2 separate regions of the Sus scrofa genome follow, and region 2 is linked to region 1. A link is a contact called in public Hi-C data. All regions are on one chromosome and are shown on one strand. The core of a region is the stretch at or near the end of the contact, and the rest is flanking DNA. Distances in the headings are between cores, read along the strand shown. Region 1 overlaps FAM129A (protein Niban-like). Region 2 holds the start of FAM129A (protein Niban-like).

Region 1 (2,817 bases), core at 23-2,522:
TCAACTTCCTCTACCTCTTGTTTAAATCTCATTAAAAAACTGTTGCTTTGCTATGAGATAAGGACTTATGGTCATTTCCCCAAAGTGAATACTTACTCCACTAGCATAAAATTTATTTTGCAACTCCATTTCCATGCCTTTCTACTTACACAATGATTTTTTTGTTGCGATGTCAAATCAGTATAATCTTTTAAAAGCATATAAAAATGCCAATTAAATTCAGTGCTAACTGCAAACAAAGCTCAGTTAAAATGACAATGTGTGAACAGTTATGGCCAAATCTGTGCACATGCAATCACACTATGGTAGCAACTTCGTGGAAGACAATTCTAAGACCCCATTGATTATAAAACATAGTCACAATTTAGAGATGTTAAAATATGAAGAAACTGTATTTTAGGAGCAATGAAATATATTTAAAACATGCCAGGGACCAGTCTACATCTTGCTGAAGTATTGCCTCTATCACTTAAGACTAAATTAGTTGAACCACATCCCTTTGTGGTTCTGGTTTCATGATGTGTACTAACTCATGTCCTAAAACCATAAAGTACATTTGGGGACCACAGTCATCTTACCAAAGGTTCTTCCATGAAGGAGGCTGAAGCACTGAGAATCCATACTCCTGAACTCTATTTGCCAAATTGGTGGTTATATGTTTGCATATAAAGTCATCATAGCCATGTTTGCCCTTGCACCTGTTAAGAATTTATTTAATAGATGATTTTGTGCTTCTGTCTGAGTTCCTTCTTGTCTGATTTACTTCCTGGTGGTCCTTATTTAGTAAAGTATATCTTTTCTTATACACACAGGAAATCGTGTGTTGAAATCATAATTTGCTCTCCTTAGTTTCATTCTTATCACTCTGAGCATGCTCATTGCATGCATCTCTGTGCTAAGGAGCATGCCTCACATAGAGATGTGGGAAATCTGCCAAAAAAATTTCAAACTGTCTGTCTCTTTATCTTCCAGGCTGAAGGCTGACAGATACATCTGTATTTTAGCAGCCTTCACTCTGTAGAAGCAACACCATGTAGTTATGTCATGAGCCACCTGGGAAGTCCTTAGCAGCCTTCACTCTGAATTGAGGAAATTTCAAACTTTCCTTTCAGTAGGTTACCAGGAGTTCAGTCTCTGGAGACTTTTATTTCATTGCTGATCATTTGAAAGATGGATAGATTTGAGTTTTACTCTATCCATTTTTCTTCAGGGTCTTACTGGTAAAAGAGTCCTTGAATAGGAAGTTGTGAAAGATGATAAAGAAAAGCCCAGCAAACTGGACAGTCCTGGACTGTGAGAGTTGATAGGTAAGGAAAACTCAGTGGTGCCTTGGTGTTTGGCAGCCAGGGTCATTGAAACATGAAACTGCAGTTTGCAGCTTGAAGCACATTGATCCTTTGGACATTCTCTTGGGATAGAAGGATTCTTGAATCCTGTTTTTGATCTTATGCCTATTACCATCTCCGGAGGGTTGCTAGTGCTCTAGTCTGCTGGGCGTGGTCTTACAGCTCGTTAGTTGGTGACTTGTGATAATGTTTAAAGTACCAAGCTCAATGCTCAGTAAAAGTTAGACAAATCTTCCTGATGGAATTTCATGATAATCTGGTCTATCCAGTACACTCTTACATTTTTGACTAAGCATTAATGGAGCTGACACAATTAGCCAACATTTGCTTTATAATATTAAGAAAAAAAGCCAAAATTTAAGTGTTCAATCTATTTGGTAGAGAAAAAGACATACTTTCAGAAGAAAATTCTCAAATCAATGAGATTTCTCAAAAACTAAATGAGTGCTTTAAAACTTAATATTTCTTCTTTTCTGAGGTGAAAAGAAATCTTCTAGGAAGTTGCTGTTTAAAAAATTAAGTGGCATAGACTTTCTTTTCAAACTTTTAGAAACAGACTTACTAAATCTCACTTAGTAAGTCGAAGCACAACATTACGTGGAATCATTTAAAATTATGATTTTAGGGGGTTCCCTGGTGGCCTAGAGGTTAAGGATCTGGTGTTGTCACTGCTGCGGGCTGGATGCTACTGTAGCTTGGGCTCAATCCATGGCCTAAGAATTTCTACATGCTGTAGATGCAGCCAAAAATAAATAAAACACTATTATGATTTTAGGGTACCTGAACATTTAAATGGGAATAAATGTTCTTATTTGTTAGAAAGACAGCCTGAATTGTTTTTTGTAAAACTGAGTTTTTAGAGGTGATAAAAGTATTTTATATCATGATCATGTAATGGTTGTACAATTATAAACATCTGTCAAAACTCATTGAATTTTACTCTTAACATTAGTAACTTTTATGGCATGTAAATTATATTTCAAAAATGCTGACCACAAAAAAAAAAAAAAGTATTTTGGGAATTAGAAAAGAACTGGCTGGAATTCCAAGGAAGGGAGTTTCTCTGGTCATAGATGGCCACAGAAATTTTAATTAGAAGTCAAATGTAATGAAACTATTAAGAAAAGCGATTTAGTGTCATTGTGTTTTACCTGCTTAGTACATTTCCCAGTATGTTTGAGGTCTTTTCCCAGTGACATTATAATCATTTGCATGTCTGGAGGGGGAGTGGGACCGGGGCTAGGGAGTGGGTGGTGGGTGTGCCTCACATAAAAGTGAAAAGGATGAAAAAGAGAATCAGTCGGGGTAGAGTGGGGAGAATCATTCCTTTTACTTCTACTCCTACCGATTCACTTACTATAATTATGTGTATATAATAAATGTTTAATATATTTTGAAAGAATCATGTGTTAACACTGTAATATAGAAGCAAATGAGAAAAGAAATAGTCAAGCCCAAATTGCTATTAGTA
Region 2 (2,931 bases), core at 5-2,504, 41 kb before region 1:
TTGCAAGTAGATTTGAAAGGATTTACTGATGGATTGGAAAGGTGTGAGAGATTGTGAGGTATGAGACATCTCTGTGTTAAAACGCTAGATAATTAACTTTGAAGGAAAAAGCCTCCAAAGTCCTCCTCAGACCTGCTTCTTGTCTGAACAGCTCATTTGACCTTGGAGGTTACGTCAATAGGAGTCACTACGAGCTGACTGCTAAGAATAGGAAGACATGAGTGTTGACCCTTCTACCAAGCTGGTTCTTGTTTGGGAAAAGCTGCCAAGCTAAACAGTGGTTGTGGGAAAAGAACAAGTGCCCTTTCTAATGAACGCATTCCAGTTTGTCTAGGAGAGGAACTGAACCTAAAAGTGTAAGAGCAGACTTTGATCAAGTCTTAAGAAGTTTCTAGACTGGGAGTATACAGTAGGACCCACAGTCAGGTTCTCCCTAACTTTTGCTTTTTTTTTTTTTTTTTTTCCTTAGGGCCACATATGTGGCATATGGATGTTCCCAGGCTAGGGGTCCAATGGGAGCTCCAGCTGCTGGCCTAGCCACAGCCACAGCCACAGCCACAGCCACGTAGGATCTTTAACCCACCGGTGGAGGTCAGGGTTAAAACCAGCATCCTCATGGATACTAGCGGGAGTCCTTACCGCTGAGCCACGACGGGAATGCCTCCCTAATTTTTTCTATTTCTGTCTTTTTTTCCTTCATTCCCCATTTCCTCCTTGGCCCAACTTCTTGGCTGCAGGAAGGCAAGTTTATCATTGGTTTTCAAACATCAGCAGGCGTCAGAATTACCTGGAGGGCCTGTGAAAACAGATTGCTGGGCCCTACTCCCAGTTTCTAATTGGGGAGGGTGTGTGTGCGTGTGTGTATCTGTGTGTATGTGTGTGTGTGTGTGTGTGTGTGTGTGTGTGTAGAGGGAGGTGCTGAGATTTTGGATTTCTAATATGTTCGTAGGTGATGTTTGAGAACTGTTGCTTCCTGTCCTGGAGGGAAGAGCGTGCAAAGCAGGGGGCTTTTGAACTCCACCTCGTGGGATGTGAGGGGGAAGGGTCCGGCTCACAGGGGTTTCCCATTACCAGGGAAATTGTCCTCTGACTCGAGGTGAAAATAAGAAGTCAGCGAAGAGAAGGAGAAGGAGCTGAAAGTCGTTCCAGGCCACACTTCCCCTCAGAACTCACCAGTGAAGCGAAGGCGGGAAGGCAGCCCCGGGGCCAGCCCACAGATCCTCAGAGGGCGCGGACCCGGAGGAGGCGCCCTAGAAGGCCGCGCCTCTCGGAGGAAGTGTGTCCTTTAATTGCAGCGCTCAGATCTCCGTCGCATCGGCTTCCAGGAGCGGGCAGCGGGCGCCGACGGGAGTGGCAGTCCCTCCCGCCGGGGGAGTGGGCCGGGCAGCCGCGCGCTCAGCATCCTCCTGCACCTTCCGTCGCCATGGGCGGCTCGGCCTCCAGCCAGTTGGACGAGGGCAAGTGCGCCTACATCCGAGGTACGCCCGCCGGGGCTTCCCGGGAGCGCGGCGCCGGTCCGCCTCGAGCCTTGGCCCTACTGGGCGCGACCCCAGAGGTGCCCGCAGACTCCCTCCTCCATCCCCCGCCCTCCACGGTCCGCTCTCCTCCGGCGGGCGCGGGCCTGGCAGGGGGCACGGCGTCTTCTCAGCCAGCGTTCTTCCAGCTGGAGGGCAGCTCGCCACGAGCCCTGGCCGGGGTGGGGGGCGCTGCAGCCAGGTGAGCGGGCTGGGGATGCTTTGGGAAGCGCCGCCGGAAGGCTGGGAGAAACAGGTGCAGGCTACGGAGTGGGGGACCACCCCGGTTCCTCCACTCGGCCCGCCTCGATGTCTCTTCTGCACCCCACCCCAGCCCAGCAACACCTCCCCATCCTGTCTGTACCTGTCCCTGGACTCAGTTCTGAGCCCTTTCTGAACTTGCCGCAAAAAGAACAGTGGGGGATATCCCTCGCTTCTAGAGATTTCCCTGGGGATTCCCGGCCTATGAAGCAGAATTTCCCTCCTGGTACTGTTGGCCTGGTTTTGTAAAACGCGGCGTCGGCCAAAGTTTCACTTGAACTTCATAATGTCACTTGCGGGATGATTTCATCAGAGGCAGAAAGGACAATGTCATTACGCTCTCATGTTGTGTGGTTACCTTTACTTACCCGCAGACGAGGGGAAGCAAAAGAGGAACGCTGACCTGCTGTGTAACAGTTGCTAAAGTTTTAGATGGGGACAAACTCATTTGGGAGGCTTTCGGGGATATAGTGATACAGTGAAAAGAGTGAGGCAGAAGAAAACAAAAACCAAACAGCTGAAACTGCAGGAAATAGTGATTCTTTCTCTCCTGGGTGTAATTGGCTTCTTTCTCTTTCCTCCCTCCAAACTTTGCCCACAACCACTACCTAACATTTGGTTAGTTTGTGAGTTTAGTGTTTTTCTCCCGTTAGAAGTATCTTCTAAACTAGATATTACACTTAATAATGTTAAGAAAAAGAAAAAAGTAAAGTTCTTCCTGATACCCTTTTCTGGCTCCTGAACCATTTTCTAAGAGAAAAGCATTTATTTAGTTGTCCTTATTCCATATTTGTTTTCAGTTACCACAACCTTGAAAATCGTTTTAAAAGGATATCAAATCAGGGCACTAGAGAGCGATGTAATTGATTTTCCAGACTTCTGCTCTGGTGCTTTCAGAGGCAGAAGCTCATCAACAGCCCATCCTTTCAGGGGGGAGAATTTTGTCAAGTATCTCTTTGCTGTTGTTTATTTAAAATGGGAAAAAGATGGATGATTTATTTATCTTAGAAAAAGAGCTAAACTAAGCATGCCTTAGTCTTGGAAATTTGACTTTGTGAAATTTGACTTTGTGCTTGTTTACACAAATGTGTAGGGGACAGAAAGCACAGTGTAATAGAACATCGTGAGAAGGGGCTGGCATTGAGTTATCAGTAAA

Evidence for each region. Hi-C and Micro-C count contacts between places; a contact is called where the count stands out from the background.
Region 2: a Hi-C map of fetal heart ventricle shows a contact between it and region 1, with 2.1 times the contacts expected there. The contact joins the promoter of FAM129A here to the enhancer-like site in region 1. A contact is called at or near these places in 4 of 47 Hi-C or Micro-C datasets (alveolar macrophages, blood, embryonic fibroblasts and 1 more) and 1 of 2 datasets of contacts at active chromatin or transcription factors (alveolar macrophages).

Annotation. Positions count from the first base shown.
Region 1 is chr9:126,130,301-126,133,117 of Sscrofa11.1, reverse strand. The region is part of intron 1 of FAM129A (protein Niban-like); the gene reads left to right. Among named protein-coding and RNA genes, the nearest start is that of FAM129A, 41 kb to the left of the region's middle. Within about 2 kb of position 1,272, at least 10 of the 83 cell types and tissues checked have an H3K27ac peak or open chromatin away from gene starts, as enhancers often do.
Region 2 is chr9:126,170,902-126,173,832 of Sscrofa11.1, reverse strand. It overlaps FAM129A (protein Niban-like), which reads left to right and starts at 1,254. Exons shown (of 14, transcript NM_001243219.1): 1 at 1,254-1,478. The coding sequence starts at 1,424. It overlaps RNF2 (E3 ubiquitin-protein ligase RING2), which reads right to left and starts at 1,196. Exons shown (of 7, transcript XM_021102634.1): 1 at 1,174-1,196.